Regions from separate parts of the Sus scrofa genome. Here region 2 is linked to region 1. The links are chromatin contacts, called in public HiChIP or PLAC-seq maps. All regions are on one chromosome and are shown on one strand. Each heading gives the region's core, a stretch centred on a gene start, on an enhancer-like site or on the middle of the called end of the contact. The rest is flanking DNA. Distances are from core to core; before and after follow the strand shown.

The links. HiChIP or PLAC-seq counts read pairs in DNA pulled down with a chosen protein or histone mark.
Region 2: a contact with region 1 is called in an H3K27ac HiChIP or PLAC-seq map of skeletal muscle. The contact joins two enhancer-like sites. A contact is called at or near these places in 11 of 47 Hi-C or Micro-C datasets (alveolar macrophages, blood, embryonic fibroblasts and 6 more) and 2 of 2 datasets of contacts at active chromatin or transcription factors (alveolar macrophages and skeletal muscle).

Annotation. Positions count from the first base shown.
Region 1 is chr13:144,820,361-144,824,130 of Sscrofa11.1, reverse strand. The region is part of intron 1 of LOC106505799 (a long non-coding RNA gene); the gene reads left to right. Among named protein-coding and RNA genes, the nearest start is that of ZBTB20, 34 kb to the left of the region's middle. Within about 2 kb of position 2,065, at least 1 of the 83 cell types and tissues checked has an H3K27ac peak or open chromatin away from gene starts, as enhancers often do. A contact at or near this core is called in skeletal muscle, where this site is marked.
Region 2 is chr13:144,901,741-144,905,510 of Sscrofa11.1, reverse strand. All of the region lies in intron 2 of ZBTB20 (zinc finger and BTB domain-containing protein 20), which reads right to left. Among named protein-coding and RNA genes, the nearest start is that of ZBTB20, 48 kb to the right of the region's middle. Within about 2 kb of position 1,905, at least 52 of the 83 cell types and tissues checked have an H3K27ac peak or open chromatin away from gene starts, as enhancers often do. A contact at or near this core is called in skeletal muscle, where this site is marked.

The DNA of each region.
Region 1 (3,770 bases), core at 816-3,315:
TTGGGACTTGCACTACAAAGAAATGGACCATATTTGCATCACAAGGAAATAGATTCTTCTTCCCCTGGAACATAGCAATAAATTTATTTTCTTAAATGTTTACACAAGTCTACTAGTGACTCCCAAATGCATCTCTTCATCAAGACTCTACCCTCATCTTCCAGGCTCTGTCAACTTCCTATTTGATATCTTCATCTGAGCATCTAGTAGGCATCTCATACTTAATGTATTCAAAATCCAAAATTGAATCTCCCAAATTTGATGTTTCTGTAACAAATGACACATCTATTCATTTAGTTCCTCAGGTAAAAACCTAGGAATCATCTCCACTTTCTTTTCCCTTTCCACATTCAATCTATTAGCAAGTTTTATTGGTTCTGCCTTAAAAATCTAGCTAGAAGTCAATCACTTTCCATCTTAATTGCCTCATTCTATTCTAAACCATCACCATCTCTATCTGGGACAATTGCAGTAGCTCCCTAATCCCTCTTTTTGCTTCCACCTTTTCCATATGGCAGCTAAAGTGATACTTTTTTTCTTTTTCTTTTTAGGGCCACACCCGCGACATATGGAGGTTCCCAGGCTAGGGATCCAATCAGAGCTACAGCTGCCAGCCTATACCATAGCCACAGCAACATCAGATTTGAGCGGCATCTGCAACCCACACCACAGCTCACGGCAACACTGCATCTTTAACCCACTGAGCGAGGCCAGAGATTGAACCTGCAACCTCATGGTTCCTAGTTGGATTTGTTTCTGCTGCACCACAGCAGGAACTCCTAGAATGATACTTTTAAAATGTAAAGTAGATCATGTTACTTTCATGCTCAGAATTGATCAGTAGCTTCCCATACCATGGAGGAATAAAATCTAAACTCCCTACCATGATCTACAAGGCCTTATGTTATCTGATCTTTTACTAAATTTCATTCTTTGTCTTGTTCCAATTTCTCCCTTGTACATGCTGCTCCACCTATATTTCCCTCCTTAATAGCTATTCAACTAGAATATGAGAGTCCCAGGGACAGGAAATTTGTCTCTGTTTTACTCACTGTTGTATCCTAGTACCTATGATAATGCCTAGCACAGAATAGATTTCATTTAATAGTTCTTGAATAAATGAACAAAGAAATGTATATCAATGTAATCAGTTAGATACTGTAAATAAGACAGACCCAATCACTGGAGTTCTGATAGAAAGTAGGCAGTTGGTTACAGAAATGAGGCAGGATCTCAGTTGTACTATTAACTACTTATACCTCTAACCGTCTGTATGTGAAATTACCCTCAATTTTGAAATTCAGAGTCCTTCTTGATAAATTTAGAACAAGATTAGCAGTACAGTAAGTTGGCTGTCCCCTGAGCCTCTCAATTTTTCCCAACCAGAGGAATATACCTGTTGATGTCCTTCAAATGGTCTTAACAGGGAGTACGAGAGAGATGCTAAGGAAAGCAACCAGATAGATGATTATGTTGCAGTTATAGATTAAATGTTTGTGTCCCCAAAAATTCATATATTGAAATCCTAATACCCAATATGATGGTATTAGAAGGTGAGGCCTTTGGGAGGTAATAACTAAGTCTTATCCAGATGCAAGCTCCTAAAACCTTTCTTCTATAGGCTCAAATTTTGCAACCACTGGAACCAGGGGAAACGGAATTTTAATTGCTAAAATTAACAAGTGGATAGGGTCTAGAAATAGTATATGGCCTCCAGTCTGCATTTTAGTGTCCTAGGCAAAGCCGCCACTTGTTTTTGCCATGAGGGGCAGTCTGCCCAGTAATGTTCAACATGTGTAAGTAATCCATGTGCCAGGGTTTTGCTTCTTTTCTGGTGTGCAGTACAGCTTCCTGCTAGGACTGTGGCTTTATTTAAACTTTGCACCATTTACCTGGTGCTCTGATCCTTTTTTCTTTTTTTTTTTTTTTTCCTGTTAATCTGCTTTCCCTGGGGCTGGGCCTTACTTTCAGCCCCTCTTTCAAACTGGACTAACCTAACTGAACCAAAATATTTGCCTAACGATGAGGATCACATTATCCAGAGACTTTTTGTATAGTGCCCTGTCCTTTTAAGAATTCCCCCAAGCAACAGCATAACCCTAGACAGGATTCAAGTTTGTACTCCTCTTTGTGGGCTGGCCCTACTACCAAGTTAATTCACTTTGCCCCAATTCTGCTGGTCTGGCTAAAACTCTGTCATTCCTTGTTTCTGCTATTGACAGCATAGCATGCCCAAGCAGAGTATACATGGGCTAGGACACATTCCTGAAGGCAGGAGAAAGAATAAGATACTGAAAATGCTTGTGAATGCTGATGTGTTGTGGGCTTGAACATATTATACAATTCTGTCTTCTTGGGAAGGAGGGAGAACATTGGTAGAGGTGAAAATTTTATATAGCTCTGTGAGGACTTTGAAAAGTTCAAGATTTTACCTGTTGAATTACTACAAGTGGGACAGTCATAATAAAGATAGGGACTTCTACTCTCAAATGTATAGTATAATAGTGTTGATTTATGGAAGGGCTGAGAAACCCTTAGTTGGAATAAAATCATTCTTTTTTTCTCTCAGATTTGAGATCCCTGATATTCATAGAAGGATGACTATTTCTCATATCCAGTATAAGATTAATCAAAAGATTTGAATCTGCTAAATTATTTTGCCTTTTACTTGAGATTTTTCTCCCTTGGAGATGACAGGATTGTGATCCTATTCTAGTGAATTCAGCCTAATATATTATCAACATTAACAAAAATGAAATGATAGAAATAGGGGGCAAGGAGACATTTGTCACAGAAAGAAAGACTGCTAATAGAGTTGCTTCATAGATAATTCCAGTGTAGTTATGAGACCTGTGAATTACGACATCAACAAAGGGTAAGATTAGTAACTCAAATAGAAATAATTAGTTAATAAGACCATGTAGCATTTCCCAGTGGATTGCTTATTCAAAGGGCATGTACTTTTCCAATTTTGATGGAACTGTTAAAATGCTTTCCTTATATAAAATGATTTTTTAATACTGGATTTTAAGAAATTACTGTCATAAGGGAGTATCTATCATGGCTAATCAAAGAATTAAGAAAAGTTTGGAAGGCTGTGTCTACTCTCCTGGAATAATGACCAGTGGGAGATGGAGAAAAGGAATCAAATATCAGTGTATAGGAGAAATTTTTCCAAAGTACTCTGAAGATTTGAGCAAGTGACAATGACCAAATCTTTGTTATAAGACAGAAAAAGTGGAAACATTTAATCTGCTTACTAATAAGAAAAACATTTATCCCTGGGATATAATAGGTAGATTATTTGCATTGTGTGAGATTAAGGTCAAAGGTACTCTGTACTAGGACTAAGGTTTTCTACTTCATTATCAGAAAGTGGAATGAATGCAAAAAGATCAGTAGTCACTTAAGCTACATGACCCTAGTTGTTCAAAAATGTTTTAAGAAATTCATTCATTCATTCATTCATTCATTCAAGTATTGATAGGGTACACTCACTACTAGGAACAATATAGGGCAATATAAACAAAAGAAAACCAAATAGTTATGGTACCTAACAGCTTCCTAATTATAATCTAGTGGAGCATTTAACACAGTAAAAGATTAATAATTATAATAATTAAACATGTGAATAGTGCAAAGATGTCAAGATGACAGGATTATTAGAAAACCAGTATGATGCTCATAACTTTGATTTTTCAGGAGGAGGAAGCCAAGGAAAGCCCATTCAGGGAAAGGCCATTTAAGATAAGAGCTGAGGGATGTAGAAG
Region 2 (3,770 bases), core at 656-3,155, 82 kb before region 1:
CTGAAATGGAGGAAAATCACACATATATCGCATACCATATTAACACAGACTTTCAATAGACTACCCTCAAAGTCCCCTGATTGGACCTGACTGTACTCAGCATTTGTACTACTCTTGGTCAAAGCTGGCCTTCCAGCTTAAAAGACAGTTTAGGCAACATAAGCAAATTAAAAGTCTCTGAATAAATTTTTTAAAAGAAAGAGAAAAAAAGACTTAGCAAAAGTTCACCACCCTCTTGGAATAATGGATTTTTAATAAACATTTTGCTATGTTTGAACCTTGAGAATGTGTTTGGGAATCTGCTCTAGCGTCCCAGGTGGGTTAAGAATATTGCTTTATGGACTTCTTTGTGTTGTCAGAGAGGCCTAATGGAATTAAAAAAAAAAAAGAAGAAGAAGAAGAAGGAAAAAAAAAAAGTCTGCCACTTCTAGTAAATAAATAATTTATTATGAAAAAGGTGATTGTTATTATCAAAGATCTCTATAGATTAGCATCCATTTTCTATCATTGCCAATGTGCATGCTGAAAACATTTGCATATCTTACCACCTGACTTAATTTTTATCAAATGAATAGCAGTTTTACTTTCAGACAAATCTAAATAAAACTCCATTAGGAGACCATTTCAAATGGACCTATTTAACTACTTTGAATTTTGAAGAGCACTGTTCTGGGAAAACTCTTCAACAATGTCAGCTAGTTGTGAATACAACTTTTCCCAACATAAAAAAGAAAAGTAAATAATAAAGGAAAAAGAAAGCACCTCAAAACTATGTTTGAAATAACAAATACCTTATTTATAGTCGCCGAAATGTTAAATGAATACTTACAGTTGTTGCACAAGATGGCCTGATACACTTCATAGCTTCCACTTTGTAAAAAGATGGCCAGCCCCCTACTCCTCCCTCCCCAAGCATAAATAAACAGTAACAGACTAAAAGGAAACTGTCCTAGGATAAAAACTGCTTGTTAAGAAAGTTTGCATTCTTACTAACCAGTGATATCCCTATAAATGTAAAAGTCCATCTGCAAAATAAAAGTTACAAAACTGAGTACCTTATTCCTTTCAAAACACACCCCTAGATGTAATATAGAAGAGTGTGTAATAATAAAAATAATTACTAGATTTTTACCCACCCTGAGTGGACAACCCCTCACCTTATGGCCAATGCCACCAAATAAATACACTGGCAAAAAGTATTCAACCTGCTTCAAGGATTTAAACTGTACATATGGACTTTAAACTTCAATGTAAAACAAAGAACAAGAGTCTCACTTTAGTAATACCCACACACTGTCACTGCAGCTAAAACTCATTGGCACATAACTAACAAAACCAGTTAGCAATAAATAAGGACAACATGATATATAGACAGACAGATGGAATTGCATAGACAAGAAAAGCAAAGAGACTAACAAACATACGGAGGGGTCTGTTATAAAAGAGTGAAAGATTCTGATTTATTTGGCACTTTAGTGAGAAAAATAGGTTTGTTTGTAATTATTTTTAAAGTAATTAAACTAAATCACAAGGGCACACCCTTAAATAAGTAGGAAAAAAATTAGTAGAGGATAGGCCTCCTATAGATGTTCCAAATTTAAGCTAGCAATAGCTATGTCAAACTTAAATCTGGAAATTAAAATTCAAGGTAGAAAGAATAAAAGCATTTGGGGCTAAAGGAGATGATAGGTAGAGGGGGGATTGAGGGAGCAGGATTTTTTTTTTTATGAAAGTTGTCTGCCCTACCTTCTTCCCCAGCGCTGAGTTTCTCTTCTCATAATCGGTGTCTCCCTGGAAGTACAGTGTGAGTGGTAATGACTGCCTGCCTCCCTAATGAGTCCATTTTCCTGCTCTTGATGTTGTGTATATACACACACTGCAACCTACCTTACAAACCACAGAGACGGGAAGAGAGAGAGAGAGCAAGAGAGAGGGAGGGAGAGGGGGGGCAGAGAGGGAGAGAGAGACAGAGACAGAGCAAGCAAGCGAGTGAGAGAGAAGAGGAGACAGAGAGAAAGAAAAACAGAAAGAAACAGAGAGAGAAAGGCACAGACAAAGCCCTCCTACCAGACAGCAGACAGCCCTCCTTCCCCTATCCAGCAAAATGCAACTCGTCTAATGCAGCAACAGGTTCAGTATTGCCAGACTAACAGAGTGAAAAAAGGTATATTCTCTATATCATTACTGCTTGCAAATAAACAGTTTAAGAGCAGCTGGCTCCACCTTCTTTATTTATGCTCCATTATGAGGAATGTATTGTTTCAGTTCTGGCACACAGTACATGTAATTATCATAAATACATTTTTTGCATATTAGCAGGAAATAGTGAAATACACAGCTTATTTGTGCAATCTTTAAAATTTTTTTTAATGTGAAAAGAGTGTCAACAAATCTGCTCTGACAAAAGCCTAGTAATGATTTTGAAGTCAGAGCAGTCTTAAAGGAGGCTCTGAAAGAAACAGACTCCATACAATAGGAAAACTGATCTCAGACAAACTGATAATTGCAGAGAAGAAATCATTGCTCAGTAAATAAATCAAGACCATAAGCGAAACTGCACACAAAAACGGAATTAAGTTTAATTAAGTAACTAATAGATTGGTACTCTAGAAGAAAGCAGATTGGTTTCTTATTTGAAGCATCTATCTGTACAAACATTACAATGCAACGTGCTCTGTGTGAACAGGTGCAATGCATATAGTACACAGTGTTACAACAGAAATAAATCTCGTAAAGACCTTCCATCACAAGATTTCAAAGAATATGGATCTGAAACCATAGCAGAAACTCCTCATTCTTTTATTAGGAGGAAAAAATAAAAATAATCAATGCTTCTAAATAAAGCTTCCCTAAAAGAAAAAAAAAAAAACTGTTTTTCTTTGTCTGATGCCTCTAATCATTTTTTTTTTTCTACATGCCAGAACCAAAGTAATGCTGATATTGCATTCTTCACACCATCACGTTTCCTTACCCCCTTCCCCACTCCCAGGTGCCTTTTCTCCCATAGTGATATATTTACAGCTATAGAATTATAAAGATCAGAAAACAGAACTAGTTTCCAGCCCTTCTCCTTGTCCCCCAGTTTTTTAAAACTAGACTCTTCATGTCTACCCAGACAGTCACCTTTCTTAAAATATCTCTATACAGTTTGAGCTGTATGTCCTTTAGAGGGGATTTAGAAACATTATAATAGAGGTTAAATATTCTAAATAAAATTACATAAAAATGAAAAATGTGATTGATTCTGACTAATTCAAACCCTGCATTTGGGGACCAATAATTAAGTATATTAATTGTAAAATCATCCTTTTTATATGGTTTAGTGTTTTACCATGCTTCAAAAATTAGGATGTGTTCTTCGTATAAGCAAAGCTGCTTAACTATGAGCATCAATTCCTTCATTTGAAAGTCAGTTTTCAGTTAATAAAATAACTTAATGTCTTTAATATACAACTTGTAGATTAACTACATCTTCACCTGATTCACAAAAACCTTTTAGAATGTCAATTAAATCTTGGGTCATGTTCAGAACAGAAATCAGTATCGTTTTAGCTATTTTTAAGGGTAAATAATCCATAGCATAGGAATTAGAAGGTGATGTCTGGCCACACATACTCAAACTGTCCTGGGAAAATTATAGCAAGAAACCAAGAGTCCAGACACTCCATTCTCACTGTAAGCCACAAATTCTAATTCTCTGGTACCGCAAGTGTTGTACTCCTCTCAAGGGTAGTTGCTTAATAAAGACGGCACAGACACACAGGAAAGGG